Regions from separate parts of the Mus musculus genome. Here region 2 is linked to region 1. Evidence: chromatin contacts called from public targeted proximity ligation data. All regions are on one chromosome and are shown on one strand. The core of a region is the stretch at or near the end of the contact, and the rest is flanking DNA. Distances in the headings are between cores, read along the strand shown.

The links.
Region 2: a contact with region 1 is called in a targeted proximity ligation map of fibro-adipogenic progenitors, with 2.7 times the contacts expected there. A contact is called at or near these places in 5 of 39 promoter capture datasets (the 3T3-L1 cell line, embryonic stem cells, hippocampal neurons and 2 more), 2 of 484 Hi-C or Micro-C datasets (nephron progenitors and uterus) and 2 of 130 datasets of targeted methods (CD8 T cells and fibro-adipogenic progenitors).

The regions. Positions count from the first base shown.
Region 1 is chr19:29,890,823-29,893,528 of GRCm38.p6, reverse strand. The region is part of intron 2 of Gm41832 (a long non-coding RNA gene); the gene reads left to right. Among named protein-coding and RNA genes, the nearest start is that of Gm36209, 15 kb to the right of the region's middle.
Region 2 is chr19:29,972,203-29,974,902 of GRCm38.p6, reverse strand. No RefSeq gene overlaps it. Among named protein-coding and RNA genes, the nearest start is that of Gm26046, 13 kb to the left of the region's middle.

The sequences.
Region 1 (2,706 bases), core at 94-2,593:
TTTCTTTCTTTCTTTCTTTCTTTCTTTCTCCCCCCTCTTTCTTTCTCCCTCCTCCCCCTCTTCTTTTAAGCTGTCTCCCAACACACAGGTTGATTATCTATGGAGAAAAAAAAAAAAGCAAAGTCAGGACAGCCAGAGGGTAGAAAAGAGCCGGTGCCACCCTTTCCCTGGCACAGCCAGAGAGCTCTGGATTCTGTGCCATACCTTCTGCCTGACTTTGATTTGCCTGAGATCTGTGTAGCCTTTTCCCTGGTAAATTGCATTGCTTTTTGTAATAATAATTTCTTTCCAAGGAACATATTTTGAGCAAAGAGAGAGAGAGAAAGAGAGAGAGAGAGAGAGAGAGAGAGAGAGAGAGAGAGAGAGAGAGAGACTCTAGCTGCAGTCCTTTTGTTTTGAGACCCCAGGCTAGCCCCCTGGCTCAGGCTTTCATGGGCTGAAATTTCTGGTGTGTACCACCACACCCTCTGCAAGTGCCCTTTTAGACCTGGATGGCGGGACCATTTCCACCACACGACCTGCTAATCACACCACTGCCTAGAAAGGAAGCTGCTTCTGTTTGCTCTTAAACGAGTTAAGGCGAGTTCCCACAGAGGGTTGACTCAGAAGGCAAGGTGAGTTTTGAGCCGAAAATTATTTTCCTCTAGGAGTCTCTATACAGTTCAGGAAACCAGCCCTGCCTTAATTCACATTACTTTAAGAAAAAAATGACTGACTCTGCGCATTTGAATCTTTTGTGGTTGGTTCTAGTGGCACTATCTAAAGTCAACGCTGAGGGAAGGGAGAAGAGAAAAGACAGAGAAAATGAACTGGCCTCACGCTGTGGATCATGAGCAGCCAAGGGGTGATTTCAAAACCAGATGTTTTGGTTTAGAAAGTATGCTCTTATGGTACCAAACCCAATGTCTCAACATTTGCCTTTTAATAATGTAGCCTTCTTATCCCCACTTAAAACCAACCCTAATCTATCTAGTCCTTATTCAGGGAAATAAGCTTGATGATCAAAGATAGACTCTGAAGCTCACCTCAGCCACCTCCATACAGCATGACTCTGTGTGAGGTAGATACCTGTTCCTTCATCCCCCTGCACATAAAGCCAAAATGGTCATGAGGCCCATTTCACGGGATGCTTGCGGCTTAGAACTCAAAAAACACACTGTAACTGTTGGGCATAATTGGTTTCTCTCCTCAGGACTGAATATAAAGGTTTCTCTCAATTTGTCATAAAATGCTTCAACTCTAGATCCTTCTGTGGTTTGTCTAAAGTGTCATGACCGGCAGCATGACCACCCTGGAGGTTTTGGAGCAGTCCCCTCCCTTAGCAGCTGCTGGAGCTCCTAGCAGAGTGATCTCACTGTTCCTCCCTAGGCTTCGAATCTGTCCTCCTGGCAAAGAGTACGTGTGGCTCATCATACTGGAAGGAAATTCTTTCTTGAGACTTTTCTACAACCAAGAGCCTTTCTTCTCACTCAAATCTTTTGTTTTTCTCTTGGCTTTCCTCTTCTTTCGGCTTTCCTTTTCTTTCTGTTGTTTGTGTTTGTTTGTTTGTTGTTTTAATAAATTCCTTCCTCGCCCAACAGTATGGACAGCTAATTTGCAGAGAGTCACTCGCTTTCACCCTCTTGAGCCAGCTGTATTCTTATTAGAACAGAACTTTTTGGTTGTTGTTGTTCTGAATTTAATGTCCAAATGAACACCGGACTTTTTTATACAGAAGAAAAACAAGAAAAGCCAGGCGGGCACATCCGCCAAGTTACAGTGACACAAAACAAAAGGAATGTATATATCAAAAGATGGCAGGGACCAGACCTCGTTTACCACTTAAAATGGAGCCAGGTGAATGCTCTGATGCAATGCTAGTCTACTGTTAACCCCACCACCAGGGGCTCTTAGTAGATACCTGACTATGCTATTCTTTTGGGCCTAGTGAAGAAACCTGTCCCAGGGGAATTCCCTTCCACTAACTTTCATGGTTAACCCACCTATATGCAAGGCCATTGTGTATTCCCATGTTTGGGTGAGACTCAGCTATTGTCCCAAGTAATCACTTTGCAGACTAGCCCTGAGCTTATCTAGCTCAGAACAGAACTTTTAAAAACCTCCAATTTCAAAAATAATGAGGTCATAAATAGGCCTTGAAAATGATTTCTCTAAAGATCACAAAAAGACAACCACTCCCAGAAAGCAGTGATAGATCTCTTTTTAATATGGGAAATAGGAAAAAGAAAGAATGATAGAAGCCAGTCTTTTGTGGTGCGTGCCTTTCATCCCAGCATGCGCAAGGCAAAGGCAGAGACATGAGGATCTCTGGGAGGCAAGGCAGGCAGTTCATGTGAGTTTGAGGCCAGCCTGGCATAGAGTGAGTTCCAGGACACCCAGAGTCACACAGTGAAACCCCGTCTCGTTTAAGACTCAGTCCCCCAACAAAAATCTTTTAGTATTCAGATACTTTATTTTACTTTTAAAAATCTTTAAGTTTTATTTTCTAGATGTGTGTACACTGCTTCACATGTAGAAGTCAGAGGACATCTTGCAGGAGACTATCTTCTGCTTCAACAGTGTAGATCCTGGGCTCAGACTCCAGTTGTCAAAGTTCACAGCAACTGCCATCTTATGGACTCCTGAATGGAGATTTTAAGGATGCTTTCATAGAACATCCTTGAGGGTGAGGGTAGAATTTAGTACTATGTTCTTTTAATTAGTTTT
Region 2 (2,700 bases), core at 58-2,557, 81 kb before region 1:
GATAAGATACCTATTGAAAAAGCACAAAGTTTGGAACCCAGTCTATTGGCTATGAAGATTACCTATTCAAAGAATGACACCCAACCAATGAAACCTCAAAAAGTTTGTAGTTTAACAATAAAGTATGGGTAAGACATGAAGTGAAAAAGAATGCATATGTTACACATGGGAGCATAAGGTGGTGTAACCACTTCCGAAAACATTGTAGCATAAACACTCTTCTCCCTGAGGAGACTACAGTCCCACTCTTTTGGCTCCTGTGACCGAGCACCTGACAGGAGCAAAATCAGGGAGAAAGACTTTTATCTTGGTTCCCTCTACACTCATCCATCATGACAAGAAGACATGGCACAGGGCTGGGACAGTTGAAGCATGCGGTGGCTAGTTACATGGTAGCAGCCAGGAAGCAGAGTGTTCAGCAAGAATGTAACCCCACCTTTATGTTCGTATGCCAGCAACTAAGTCCAACATCCAAAAGGTTCCACAACCTCCCCAAACTACACCAGATGGGGACCCCGTATTCAGATGCATGAGGCTGTGAAGGGCATTTCCATCTAAGCCACAACGTACTTGTAGAGAAACCCTTGCACATATCTGGTGGGGAACATGAGGAAAGCATGGGAGTGTTCAGAGCAGTGCCGTGTATAACGGAAAGAAACAGAGCCTTGATTGGATACCTAGTAGCAGATGTAAGTCTCATTGTTGATGAGCGAAAGAGGAAGGATGGCCTGACAACGTATATTGTCCCTGAACAGTGTCTTCTATACTGTCCAACCAGAAAATGTAGAATAAATGATTTTTTAAACCCAAGCAACGTACTTCATCATGTCCCTTCTTTCTGCCTCCATTTTCAAAATAATTTCTAAGCCAGGTGTGGTGAATATAATCCCTGAACTTGGGGGCCAGACAAAGGCTGTGGGTTCCAGGCCAACCTGGTCTACATAGAGAAAGTAACGTAGTGGGACCTGGTCTACAAACAAACAAACAAACAAACAAAACAAAACAAATGAACAAAACAAACCATAACAGTAGGGAGAATGGCTGTAAAAGAGAGACCATTTGCTGATTCGAAACTCTGACTTGAGAAAGTCAAGAGTGGAGTATACAAGAAAACACTTTAAGAACAGTTTCATGTCCAATTTGAAACAAGTTTGTTGGTCTTTGACTTGCACACTGACTTTGTCTTCATTTTAAAACCTTACACCCTAATAAAGCGAGCCAGACGAGCCATGGGAGGGTGTGGTCAGTTCCTTTTGCAATAGTAGTGAGCTAATGCTTGGGAGCTACCCTTTCCTCTGAGCTGAGGCAGTGACAACCACTGATGAGAACAGCAGCTGCCTGAGGAAATTGTCCCCTCCCTCTCAGTGCATGAGAGTGGCTTTCTCCATGAAGGCCACCATGCCAAGGAGTCTGTTTACCCCACGAAGCCCACTTACAAGAATACCAAATGTGCTCTCAATCAAAGCAACAATCCGGTTTAAGAATTGAATCCCGTCTCTCTGCATCTCTCTGGAACAGAAAAGATGGAAGGAGGAAGAGGAGAAGGACCTCTTGGGAAAGAAGAGACTCGGTTCATATTCTAGGGCAAGAAAACATTGTTAACTTCTTAGATTATCTTATTATGCAAAAACAATAATCCCAAAGCAAATAGTGAGAGGGTTAGAGGGGTCAGACACATCTGGTCTCTAGTGCTGGTGTTGCTAACTAGCCAAATTCTAATGCTACGTAGTCTTGAGAAATGCTTAAAATGTTGTGCTTTGGCTCCTCTACTTGTAGATGAGACAAAATAGTAGAGCTGCCTTGCAGAGTTTCAAGAATATTTGAATGCCCATGTCACTTCTAGCCTCTTCCATGGAAGGTGCACGGTGACCTTAGGAGGGGCTTCTGGGATCTGAGTTGTTTCATTTATCAAAAGTTGCTTTACAAGTGTCTCTTAATGAGCCATTTACACTGCCAAGTCCTTGTTCCGAGTGTAAGCCACGAGCTCATGATGATTGTCTGGAAGGGACAGTGAGGAGGTGAGTCTGACACTAGAAATGGGTTAGGTAGCAGCCGATCCACAATGTCTCTGTGAATGACATCTCCGAGCTCCAGCATCCTCTATAGAGGAACTTGTCTGAGACCAGAGGTGAGTATGCCAGGTCTTTCTATCGCAGCTCATCCAAACTGGGGCTCTTCCATCAACGAGTCCGTTCTTTCCCATTCTCAGAACTATGCTTTTGGCCATCCAGATGTGCAAGTCAGAAATCTGAGAATCATTCCCATGGCACTCGGTCCCTTTTAAAGAATCACATTTTTTAGTTGTTTGAGAGTTTCTAACAACGTACTTTGGTCTTATGTGGTCATCCCCCAACTCTTCCTAGACCCATTCTTACATCTCATTTCAAGTTTTCCTTTGTGTTTTTTGTTTTGGTTTTTTTTTTTCTTTGAAATTTCCCAGGCCAGTTTGTATTACATAACTCCTCTTGGGAGTGGGACCTGCCCTAGGATGTGGTCAACCTACTGTGGTCACACCATTTAAGAAAACTGACTCTCCTTATCCCAGCAAGCATCAGATGCCAATAGTTTCTCTGCTAGTAGTGGGATTTCATGCCCATCTCAATCCCTTTCATGGTGGTATTTTGGGTGGCTTCTAAAGTAAGGAGTATATATATGCTTATGATTGTGAGGTCTTATGTATAATTGCCCTGTTTTGTCTAG